2 separate regions of the Mus musculus genome follow, and region 1 is linked to region 2. Evidence: chromatin contacts called from public promoter capture Hi-C data. All regions are on one chromosome and are shown on one strand. The core of a region is the stretch at or near the end of the contact, and the rest is flanking DNA. Distances in the headings are between cores, read along the strand shown.

What was found. Promoter capture Hi-C pulls out the DNA fragments that hold promoters and counts their contacts.
Region 1: a contact with region 2 is called in a promoter capture Hi-C map of hippocampal neurons, with 4 times the contacts expected there. The contact joins the promoter of Csmd1 here to the enhancer-like site in region 2. A contact is called at or near these places in 2 of 39 promoter capture datasets (the HPC-7 cell line and hippocampal neurons), 3 of 484 Hi-C or Micro-C datasets (cortical neurons and forebrain) and 4 of 115 datasets of contacts at active chromatin or transcription factors (VIP interneurons, embryonic midbrain, forebrain and 1 more).

The regions. Positions count from the first base shown.
Region 1 is chr8:17,533,904-17,536,935 of GRCm38.p6, reverse strand. It overlaps Csmd1 (CUB and Sushi multiple domains 1), which reads left to right and starts at 1,551. Exons shown (of 70, transcript NM_053171.2): 1 at 1,551-2,046. The coding sequence starts at 1,962.
Region 2 is chr8:16,964,250-16,967,328 of GRCm38.p6, reverse strand. The region is part of intron 3 of Csmd1 (CUB and Sushi multiple domains 1); the gene reads left to right. Among named protein-coding and RNA genes, the nearest start is that of Gm39136, 320 kb to the left of the region's middle. Within about 2 kb of position 1,733, at least 18 of the 459 cell types and tissues checked have an H3K27ac peak or open chromatin away from gene starts, as enhancers often do. A contact at or near this core is called in VIP interneurons, cortical neurons, forebrain and 1 more, where this site is marked.

The sequences.
Region 1 (3,032 bases), core at 302-2,801, 570 kb before region 2:
TAGGTCTTGTTGTTGTTGTTCACTTGCTGGAGTGTAAATAACACCTGGGGGAATGACTTAAAATCACACTGTAGGTGACCCCTTCCACTCCCTGTCACACTGAAGCACACAGGGCATCATTCTCAATCCATTGCTTTAGAGAGATAGCCTGGAATTTTCTCCCCTAGGGATAAGGGAAGAGCAATGGGAGGATACTTTCAAACAAACAAAACAAAAAAACTTCAGATCAGTTCCAAGAGAGCCTGGGGGAAACCTGCAGGAGAACAGAGCCCAGGGTTTTTTTTTTTTTTTTTTTTTTCTGGGGAGCTCCAATCTCCAGGAGAAGGATTCTAGGCTGGATAAAGTCTCTGGTTACTCTTGGAAGGTAAGGTACAGCCGGTGACTCTACATTTTTGGAGTCACTCTCATGCCCTCACGTCATCCGTGGGCTTCAGGGAGCAAGAAAGCTCTAGAACACTAAACTTGAGTGGCACACCGTGACTCTGCCCCTAACAGTGGGCACAATGCTGGTGCGATGATGTGGCCATCAGCCTGCCTCCACACACCATCCTCATTCCTTGGTGTGAACAACTCACAGTCAGCATGGGATGAATGTTCCCATGCTGGGGGCCTGAGATGTCCATCCCTGGCCCCTTCCATCCTATCCTCTAGAACTCCCGAATCCTTTCTAAGAATGGAGCATCTGTGAACTCTAGCCTTCACCTGGTTTGGATTTTTTCAATTAACCTACAGCCTTTTTCTAGTAGTTTACTCTGTGTGCACTCACTGGCTGCAGTAGACCTGCTTTTAGGAACTTCCTTCTGATCCCTCTTGCAGGAATGCTGGATGTGATGCTGGGGTTCACTACACTTTTGTCAATTCTCCTGCTCTCACAACCAGAACAGGGTGGCAGCCCAGTTGGGTTGTTTAGATTCATTTTGTTTCCCACATAGAGCTGGGCTTGCAATGAGGGTAACACTAACAGGACTAAACAGGAGCAGAACAGGAACCTGTCAGAGGCTCATCATAGTTGCAGACAGTCACCTTTTCAAAGGTAATTTATAATTTCTTTTAAAAGCACCATTTTGCTCCCAGTTTCAGTCACAGCTGGGCCCATTCTCTTCCCCCACCTGCATTTCTTTCCTAACTTAGGCAGAGGTCTTCTTCTGGTCAGTAGAGAAAGAGAAGGATGGAGGCTGGCCTCTGCCTGCCCCCACAGAGCCCTCGGGCTCGCTCGCGTGGCCAATTGTATGGTTTTTCCCCGGTGCGCAGCGTGGGCTTCTCCCACTTGAGCGCCCAACAAGTCTCCGTGCTCCAGCCTGCGCGCAGCCGCGCCAGAGACTGAACGCTGCGCTGCCTGCGGGAGCACTAGCAGGGGCCTGAAAGCCCGAGGCCAGGCTGAGTCCCGGACTGCGCGGTGCCAGCCTCCTTCCCCTCTCGGTGGGTAGGATGGTTGAGTCCAGCCACCACGGCAGCGGCTCCTTGCGCCTCTAGCAGCCTGTCTTCGGCGCTCGCTCCCCGCCTTCCTCCCGCTCCAGCCCTGCTCCCCCCTCCCCCCGCGCCCCTCCCGCACCTCCCACTCGCTGGCTCTCTCTCCAGCTGCCTCCGCTCCAGGTTGCTCCCGGTTGCGCGCGCTCCTCTCCCGCCTCGCCCCCTCCCGCAGCCTCGCCGCCTTGGTGCCTTCCTGCCCGGCTCGGCCGGCGCTCGTCCCCGGCCCCGGCAGCCCCGGGGCTGCGCTCGCTCAGAGCATCTTCAGCCCCGCAGTGGCTCGGACCCGATGCTACGGGAGCGGAGCGAGCCGGGCGCGCAGAGCTGCGGGAGGCGTCAGATGCGCGGCCGGGCTGGGGACCCGGAGCTCTTGCCAGCTCGCCTTGCCCTTTGGTGATTACCGGACTCTGTTTAGAGCCCGGTTGTTCCTCGGAGGAGACCGGCGCATCCGAGAGGAGCCATCCGTGTCGTGTGCGTGTGGAATATCTGCAGACATGACTGCGTGGAGGAAATTCAAGTCGCTGCTCCTGCCTCTGGTGCTGGCGGTTCTGTGCGCGGGGCTCCTCACTGCAGCTAAGGGTAAGACAGGCTAGCTCGGTACCGGGGAGACGGCCGAACCCTCGGAGGCCCGGTTTGCGAACGCGAGTGTCTGATCTGAGGATTGTAAGGGACCAAGCGGCAGGCACCGACCGGGTGGCTGTCCACCAGCGACGCTAGGGAACGCAGCGCCCGATACCGAGCTTCCATCGCGTTCTTCCCACCCCTCATCTGCCCCCGCCCCACCCCCGCCCTTCCTTCCCCCTCACTTGGGCTTAAACGACATTTCTCTCTGTGCTGTGTACTGTGGGTTGTCAAGGAGAAGAGAGCCCGACACGAGTTGGGCAGAGAACTGCGCCTTGGCTCCTGGCGCTTGGTGGGCTTGGCGGGTCGCAGGCTGGGGTAGTTCCCACGACTTCTCCCCGGACCCAGCGCACCTGGGAAACATACTGGGCACCGTCAGCCTGGCAAGTTCAAGCTCGCCGGGCTCCTGTGCCATCAGAGAGAGCTCCTAGCTGAGTGGTGTTCCCATAGCCTTACACCTCCTCTCACCCCATTCCTATGCTTCCCCTCCAAGGTACTCAAACTAGCTGTCTCTGGGATGTCGCCTCCTCTTTCCTTCCCTGGACTTTGCTTTTTTGCAAGTTGTGATATCTGGCAAGGTGGGTGAAGCCAGTGGGGAGTTCTGGTCAGGTTTCCCTAGCAGATCAATTCTCTGTGGGTGCAGAGGCAACCCCTGTCAAAGTCTGATCAACCAAAGGAAAGGGCTATTTCTGTATGGTTCCTGGGGCTTTTTTGTCTCAGAGAATTTGGCTTTCTCCTTGAAAGGAGTTAGGGGATGTTTTCTCCTAAGTCTCTACAAGCTGCAACCTTCGGGCTGGTAACAGCTCCTGTGCGCTAGGTTTAGTCTATGGGAAGGAGGAGGAAAGAGAGGAGGAAGGGGGGAGAAGGAGAGAGAGAGAGAGGGAGAGAGAGAGAGAGAGAGAGAGAGAGAGAGAGAGAGAGAGAGAGAGAGAGAGAGAGAGAGG
Region 2 (3,079 bases), core at 484-2,983:
AGCAATATAAGAAAGTGGTTACTTGAAAAAAATAGATTTCTTTCAGTGTTGAACTGATCAAAACATATCAGCTCAGATATTGGGTTATACTTGCTAAATGTCCTATGATTTCCTGACATATTTGCTTTCTGCCATTTATCATCTACTGTTGAGATTACAAAAAATCACTTTGAACATTTTAGAAATGGACTATTCTTTTTATAATGCCTACATTTGCGATGACTACAAATAAACATAGGACTTTGGATGTGTATGTATAGTGCATACACATGTGCTATGGAATTTTTTCTTGTAGGTCACACAATGTATCAGATAAAGCCTGGAATGCATGTGAAGATAATGAATAGGTTATGAGAGGGACACTAGAAAGTCATAAGGCAAATATGCACCAAGGCTTCTGAATAAGCATCTTTTGAGTTTTTTCAAGTATTCATCCAATATTCATCCATTTTGTTTTGTATTTATTCCCTTTATATCCTGATTGCAGCCCCCCTTCTTCCTCTCATCCCAATCCCCTCCTCAGAAAGCCCTTCCCCCCACCTATCACTCCCCTTCTCCTCTGAGAAGGGGAAGGCCCCCACTGGGTACCAACCCACCCTGCCACATCAAGTCACTTCAGCACTGGGCACATTCTCTCCCATTCATGCTGGACAAGGCAGCCCGCTTTGGGGAACAGGATCCACAGACAGGTAACAGAGTCAGGGACAATTCCTCCTCCAGTTGTTGGAGAACCCGAATAAAAACCAAACTGCACATCTGCTACATATGTGCAGGGGGCCTAGATCCTGCACGTGTAAGGCATTCTTTTGTTAAATCATAGCTGTATTCTTTAAATCAGTTAAGCAGATCTAGATGTTCTGTAGAATATTCCTGTTTATCATTAATCTACTTGTACTGCCTAGGAAGAATTTGGTAGGCATCATACTGATAGACCTGCCAATGTTTTTAAATGTCCAGACAACACATTGTTGCTTCTAAATTGACCACTAGAAGATGCAATAGGTCTTCACATATTTTTTTCTCTATGTTCAAGTCTTTCTAAGTAGACACGGCTGTCAAAAACACATCATTTGCCCCCAAACACTGTGGACACATATCCTGTGTTTCTCTAGGGAATAGTTGCATCATGGATATGAGCATCAGTCTTGGCTATGAGCCCTTGGCAGCTGACAGTGTAACTCCATAACTTTAGTATCCATCCTTGTATTCAGTCTCTCCACCTCCACTCTGAGTTCAAGGCCTTAAATTAAATTGTTTGTAACAATAGCAGCAAATGTGCATCTCAGAATTTAATGTGGGAAACTCGCAACCTAGTGATGTGATTGATTGGTTAATATATTTGAGCCTGAAATATACCCACATGACATACTACTTCCTCCCCCAAAATACTGAGAAACTGTTATGTAATTACAAGCACCATGGAAACTTGCCTTCATTGCAGATTTGATGCCCAAATATAGATGAGCAAAGCCTTCCAATTCAGAATGCTTAGATAGGGCTTGTTACCTAGGCAACAATGTATTGGAAATAAGATGTCTGCATTCACTCATATTTCTTTTCCAAAATTTACCTTTTAGGTTGCTTTAGAATATGGATTCTGAAGCTGAATACCTAATTTTCAGAAAAAATAGGATAATTATGACAATTTTGAGATCCATCAGCTTGAAATAAACCCTAAAAGCACAGAGTAGATTCTCTCAGACTAGAAGTCTCGCCATTCGAGCTTCCCATTGAATCTTAGAAAATGTGCTCGTAATTGAGACCAAACATGGGGCAGTACAATTAGCAACCTCACCCTTGAGAGTCTAGAAGTGGGAAAGTAGAATTTTTAACATCCTATGTTTAAGCAACTGAGACTGTGCTGAGCAACAAGCTGGAGGCTTGAGGGGAGGGGTAACTGGGAGCCTGAGCAAGGGATGGAGAAAGGTAGGTTGGCCTTAGAGATTGGATTGAGCTTTCTGTTGTCAAAGCTCCCATTGTATATGTCCCGTTTCCTTCTGACCTCCTTTCTCATCCAAAGAAACCAATGACATCGTTGCCAGAAAGAGTTTGTTCCACCCTGTCCACCACTGCCCTCTGTGAAGTACGAATGCCTTGTCATCTTTTCTTAACACAGATTGCATGGGCTTCCCAAGCATCCCCATCCAAGTTCTGTAGGTGTCTAGGTTGAGGCTAACAGCCTCCTGTGTCATGAAAGAAAGAATTTGTGAAAGAGGATAGATGTCATGGGTTTTTCTGTAACCACTGACTTATTTAAAATGATCAGTGACATAAATCCATGGGAGATCCTGAGATTTTGTAGTGACTTGAATTTTTCATATTGGAGCCCCTACTGACATTGATTAAAAACTTCTTAAAGTCTGTTGTGAACCAGGCATGAAACTGTGTAAGCATAATTGAGATGGGTGTCCATTTTTGTATCTCAATATGCTTGGCCACCACTGCTCTACCAGTGAGCTGAGTTGTAAGCTTAGATTTTTTCAAAACCTAATTTAATAAGGGTTCTCAAATGCTTTGATGTCCCCCCTTTTGCCCACTGTCCAAAGGTATGTGATTAAAAAAATGGGTAATAGAACAATGGGGAGATGGACCCTTTTAGGAACAGTTCTTTGGGGTGTTTTCAGTCTTTGTTGTCAGGATATCAGCAGTCCAGTTCAGCAGTGTCAGGAAGCAAACAGTTCAGTTCAGTTGTATTACCAAACACAAATCAGCAGTGGTCGCATGATCCAGCATCTACAGCCAGGCCTTCATGGAGTTGGCACCAGTCATTGGGAGCATCCAGAACCAGCCAGAATATCAGGAGAAGTTCTCGGCTATGCCTCTCTCAACAAAGCAAACATCAGCTAAGGTGCAGAGACCAAAGAAGCATTGCACAGCCCAGCAATGCAAGTGCTACAACCCTGTTTGTTGGGTCCTACTTGTACTTTCTCCAAACATTACATGTCCTCTCATGGTTCTGCTTCAGCAAAATATGCCATGAATCTGCTTTAGGAAAGCATCACATGACACAACCAGAAATTTCCACTTCAGTCTGACCATGAATTACATGCATATAAACTTACTAGAGGGGGTATGTCAT